Regions from separate parts of the Sus scrofa genome. Here region 1 is linked to region 2. The links are chromatin contacts, called in public Hi-C maps. All regions are on one chromosome and are shown on one strand. The core of a region is the stretch at or near the end of the contact, and the rest is flanking DNA. Distances in the headings are between cores, read along the strand shown.

The links. Hi-C and Micro-C count contacts between places; a contact is called where the count stands out from the background.
Region 1: a contact with region 2 is called in a Hi-C map of liver, with 6 times the contacts expected there. The contact joins two enhancer-like sites. A contact is called at or near these places in 1 of 5 promoter capture datasets (liver) and 2 of 47 Hi-C or Micro-C datasets (liver and skeletal muscle).

Annotation. Positions count from the first base shown.
Region 1 is chr1:56,936,760-56,939,840 of Sscrofa11.1, forward strand. All of the region lies in intron 13 of RNGTT (mRNA-capping enzyme), which reads right to left. Among named protein-coding and RNA genes, the nearest start is that of RNGTT, 120 kb to the right of the region's middle. Within about 2 kb of position 1,697, at least 1 of the 83 cell types and tissues checked has an H3K27ac peak or open chromatin away from gene starts, as enhancers often do. A contact at or near this core is called in liver, where this site is marked.
Region 2 is chr1:56,892,057-56,895,071 of Sscrofa11.1, forward strand. The region is part of intron 14 of RNGTT (mRNA-capping enzyme); the gene reads right to left. Among named protein-coding and RNA genes, the nearest start is that of RNGTT, 170 kb to the right of the region's middle. Within about 2 kb of position 1,610, at least 4 of the 83 cell types and tissues checked have an H3K27ac peak or open chromatin away from gene starts, as enhancers often do. A contact at or near this core is called in liver, where this site is marked.

The DNA.
Region 1 (3,081 bases), core at 447-2,946, 45 kb after region 2:
ATGAGAATATTTTCAGATAGGATAATCAGAGCAGTTACTATAGGCCATCTGCTAAAATACAAAAGTAGCCACTGTTACACCCCCCAAATATGACCAGCTATATGCCAAATAGCTTAGTCATTAAGTATACTGGGTAATAATATTGGCTATGTTAGTATTTTTATCTCTAATATCACTCATTCAAAATAATTTTTAATGAAATGTGAATAAAAGAGTTAAGAATTTCATTCCACAAAAAAACCGGGGTGGGGGGGCTCTGCTTAGCTAAGAAATAAGACGTTTCCCCCCTATAGTTTATTAGCTATATTCTTGCTGACCTTAATCCTTTCTTATACAAGAACATTTTTTCAACATCCTGAATATTTACCACTATAATTTCTTTCTTAAAAACAACAACACGAGTTCTAGCAAGCATGAGAAATAGAATTAATCATTCTTTCATTTTTAAATAAATCTGAGCAAAAGGAAGAAAAACCACTTTAGTTAGCAGAGTAAGAGGACTTTTTCATACATTTTCAAGTAAAGTAGAACCATGTAGTTGATTCTATTTACTTTATAGTGCTTATTATTAAGCCGGCATTTCTCACCTTCAAATGCCCAAACCTGAGTTGGTTAGATGCATCATTTTATTTCACCTCTATAAAACCTAGTTAAGCAACATTATTTTTGCATTTTAGCCCACTAGCTTATACTTGTAAACTCCGTAAGGGCAGAATCCATATTTGCTTTTTTGTTCACTTCTACAATTAAATACAGAATATGAACAAATCTTTGAGCTCAGCACTACTACTCTGTACATTTAACAGCTGAAGAAGCTAACAAAGATCAAGTAACAATAGCAAGCAGTAGAGCTCGAATTTGGTTCTGTGCAGTCCTGGCCAAGAACCCCCCCCCCCTTTTTTAGGGCTGTACCAGTAGCATATAGAAGTTTCCAGGCTAGGGGTCGAATCGGAGCTGCAGCTGCCAGCCTACACCACAGTCACAGCAATGCAAGATCCGAACCACATCTGCAACCTACATCACAGCTCACAGCAACACTGGATCCCCAACCCACTGGGCCAGGGATCCAACCCATATCCTTATGGATACTAGTTGGATTCATTTCCGATGAGCCATCACAGGAACTCCAAGAACTCAACGTTCTTAACCACTATACACAGCACCATGGTTAAGACATTTATTTCCCCAAAATTCCATAAATATACTATACTATATATATTTTGTGACTTTGCTGTGTTCTTGCTCTCCAAGTATTTAATGATTTGTACTTAATTGTACAAATAAATTGGAGATATATGCATTTTAAAGGGGAAAAATTAATAGGAAATGACTCACATAGAAAAGTGAATTTAGATAATTCAGCAAACAACAGAATTGTAAGACTGACAAAAAGGGAATATGAACTTTTAAATCTACCTTAATGAAAATAACAAATATAACAGCAAACAGTGAAATGCTTACCATATGCCACCTGTTCTAAAATATTTTACATATATTAGCTAATTTAATCCTCACGTAAATCTCATGAGGCCAATTCCTATTTTACTGATGAGGAATTCAAATCACAGAAACAAAGAATGTGTTCAAGGTCACACAGCTGACAAGAAGATTTAAACTCAGGCAGTCTGGCTCTAGAATCTGAGCTCTAAACTATGCTGGAAAAACAGTAAGTTGATACTGCTTGCTGTATGTCACTGACATCGTACTCAGGTGTTGACACTCTCCGGAACACAACTTTCGTAATCCTAGCTTTGACAGGGACCATGGTTTTGGGTTGTTAATCAGTTACTACAAACCCACAATAATTTTAAAGCAATGTATATCTTTCAAATGAAACTCTGTACTGTATGTCTACAAAGCCAACACAGTATAAACTGCTAGGATATACACAAGTTAGGCCATGATAAATCAATGCGGACTTAACATATTTGAATTTTCAGAAATGATACTATAAGGAGTGAAAAGAGCAAAGTTTAGATTTTAAGTACCATCAAAAGGGTACTTTTGCAAATATTTTTCTATTTGCATTAAATTTTAATCTAACATGAATCTATACTATAATCACTTTATTACAGCAGCTGAGGGAAGATTTGAATTCATAAAAAAAAAATCACTGCAGACATTTTCAAAGATTGGTATTTATATTATACCTTTCAAGATATTCTTACTCCATCCTAAGCTTTGTAGACATATTTAGAAGCACAATCAAGAAAAGAAATTAGCTTGTCTCATGGTATTTTAAAATCTTAGTCCCACTTCACTAGTAACATGCTATGATTCTTATGATTCAAAGACATGGCTACTCTCCTTTCAAACTGTTGCAGGAATATTCTTCACAATGCCCTCTCACATACTGCATCTAACATAAGCATTGGATGTAAATTCATTTATTTTGTGAAAACTGCTACAATACATAATATTCTCTACATGGAAAAAAGCACATTACTCTGGCTAACTGAATAATACATATTTTATGTAATAGTTATCATACTATAATTCATATAAAATACCTCATTTCTGAAAACTGACACCCATGTTACATAACTAAATTATGTATGTACACCAATGTAATTTGCATATTCCTTTCAGAAAAATCATCTTAAATGCTGGCATTCTAGTGTGTTTAAAAGTACTAAAATCAAAAATGATTCTTTTTTTTTATAAAAAGACATTTAAAGAGGTAAAAATTTTTAAATGTATTTAAAAATACATGAAGAATAAAAGCAAAGGACAAACTAATAAACTGAATTATACTTTGCTATATTTAATTGCAATGGACAAATGCAAGAAAAAATAATTAATAATATCATTCTTATAGGACATTCTGCTAAGCTTTCAAGCAACAGCTTTCAAGTGCTACTAAGAATTACAATCTGCTAAAAGCAGAACAAAATAATCTTTCAAATCTCAATGAAATAATCAATAAAAACACACAAGGGTTTATCTTAACTAAATATTATAAATATGGCATTTAGGCAAAATAAGATATTTAGTAATAAAGCAATTTAACAAATTTTACTTCATCTTTGAAGACTTACTTCCAAAGAACCATATTCATCTGTGTCTTTTAAGAAACATAAA
Region 2 (3,015 bases), core at 360-2,859:
TTTAGTATAGTTTGAATTTCCTGAACTCCAAATCTGTCATTTTTACTTATTGGCAAATAATTATATAGACAGTGAAATACTGGGATAAGAAAAAAACAAACATCTACCTCATTATTTAGAAAAAACCATTTCAAGAGACAGATTTATGTGACTACATTTTTAAATTTCTGTTTTAAACAATTAAGGATCCCTCCTACCCACACCCCGAGGTATACATTTGGGACAGAAATCACTTAATAGTCTCAAACTTCTGAAGATGTTCAAGGTAGCCAGTTCAAGGCCAATTACAAATCATTGGCAACATTAATGGTCTGGTGTTATCTAGTCTCAGAGTTTCAGTTTGTTACTCTTCTCCAAGAGTCAACAAAGAGAACACCAGTTTGGAGCTTTCCTAATACCTGCGTCACAGCCATGGGACACCTGAAATGGGTCTTTGCAGCTGCCTCTGCCTCGTGAGGACCGGACAGGTCTGGAACTGTGTTTTCAAACTTTATGAGGCAAGAGGATGAGTAAATATTTCTTCTTACCTATTTGCTGGAGAAATTATTTTTCTCCTTTTGTGGGAAGAAAGTGAAATATATAACTTCTAGATGTCTAATATATAATCCAGATCAGAAACTCTGGCATTTGTCAGAAACATGACTTTAACAATAGTCATTTTATAGATATCCTTTTATATGTACATGTTATCAATGCCTTCGAAATTCTTTTTAGAAGTAAAATATTTGTAGGGGAAAAAAACTCAGGATAAAAAATAACATTTATTTCCTTTCACCAAAATAGGATGTTCACTGCATTATAAATACTTTAGCATTGATACAATTTGCTTTTTTGAGAACATCTCCAAATTACAAAAAAAGAATTTAATCTTTTTCTCTCCAAACCACATTTAACAAGAAAACAGCTTGATACGATAAATCTGGTTTTTAAAAAAAACTAGAATATGCTAAAATGATTTCTAATATTTTTCTATAAATGTCTCACTCAAGAGAGATTGAAAGTAATTGGAATTTCCAGCTAAGAAAAATGCTAACTTTCTTAATTGGAAAATAATTTGAGGACTATAATTAAAATGTTCTCAGAATAATGTATTCACAAAATCTACATTTCAAATAAAGCTACTGATGTTAATAACAATTTACAACCATAATCTTAAATTAGAAAATAAAATTAATTTATAGTGCCTCAAAGATATCCCAACTCAAGATGTAACAGAGATCAGAAAACAAAGTTTTAAGGCAGTAAATATACATGCAATTAGAACCAGAGTTTTAAATACTCTGACGAACTTCACAGGTAAATCTTTATAGTTTAAAAACAAAAAACAAAACAAAAAAACAAGCTCCAAGGAATATAGAAAAGATTTTTGTTGCCACAAGCAGGGGGTGAGGGTGGGAGAGAAATGGATGAAGGGAGGTGAAAGGGTACATGTTTTCAATTATAAGACAGATAAGTTCTGAGGATGTAATGTAATAGCAGAGTGACTGTAGTTAATAATACTGTACTGCCTATTTGAAAATTGATAAAGAGTAGGTCTTAAGAGTTCTCATCACAAGAAAAAAACTGTTTTGTAACTATGTAGGGGGATGGATGTTAAGTAGACTTACTGGGATGATCCTTTTGCAATGTTTGCAATATTGGATCATTATGTTGTACATCTGAAACAAACACAATGTTATATATTAACTACACCTCAATTTAAAAAAAAAAAAAAAAAGGACTTCGCTCATGGCTCCAAGGGTTAAGTGTTGTCACCGCTGTGGCTCTGGTTACAGCTGTGGCACAGGTTTGATCCCTGACCTGGGAACTTTCCCATGCGGTTGGGTATACCCCCAAAACAACAACAACAGCAACAATGCACTTGGTTTTCTGAGCATTCTTCAATAATGTTAACAAATACTCATTTAGTGTTTTTAGGTCTTGGGCACTAGGCTAATTGCCAAAGATAGAGAGGTGCACAAGACACAGCCCAGCCCTGTGGGACTCATATTCTTGTAGATAAGTTAAGGATTGGAAGATAAGAATTCTAAAACTGAAAGTGACTCTAGGCTGAAGTGTTATCTCAGTTTTGGCAACAACACTGCCAAAAGTACCTTGGTAAAAATGGCACAAAAACTACTACTATTGAATACTTTTTGGAATCCTAAGTCTGCAGCTACTATGTGACCTGGTAGTAACAAACAATGTGTGATTTTTAACATCCAGAAAGATAGCAATATGGGCTCACTAACTAGAGAGCCCAGCAGTGGCCCTAAAGCTCTCTGTCAGTAAATGTGCAGGATAAAATGCTGTCAGCAACTAAATAGCTATTGCATAGAAGTAGAGAGGGTTTTGGCTTTCATGACAGTTAGTGAGTTGTTGTTGTTGTTGTTTTAAAAGCTTCTTTCACTTTTTGAGTCTACTTTCAACAAAGAAATAACCATGCCTGCCTTTATTACTGCTATGAGACATTGAAAATTCGCCTCTTCCCTTACAGTACAGAAAACTGAGCTGGTAGTCATTAATATGTCACACAAATCTAGATCTGCTTCATTGCTTTCTCTCAATTTCTCACTCACCTCCTTTTTTTTTTTTTTGTCTTTTTGCCATTTCTTGGGCCTCTCCTTCGGCATATGGAGGTTCCCAGGCTAGGGGTCTAATCGGAGCTGTAGCTGCCAGCCTATGCCAGAGCCACAGCAGTGCAGGATGTGAGCCGTGTCTGCAACCCACACCACAGCTCACGGCAACGCCGGATCATTAACCCACTGAGCAAGGGCAGGGATTGAACCCTCAACCTCATGGTTCCTAGTCGGATTCGTCAACCACTGCGCCACGACGGGAACTCCACTCACCTCCATTTTTTTCTGCTTTTTTTTTTAAATCCACTGGGATCTTACCTTTATTTCTTTCTCTATCCTCAAACCACATGAAATCATTTGGAAGATAAGAGTAGGTGTGGAGAGAAGGCTCCCTTCCATTCTTGAGAATTAGGGTTTTTTGGAAATAGAAAATAGCTATGCTTGGCTCCATAAAACA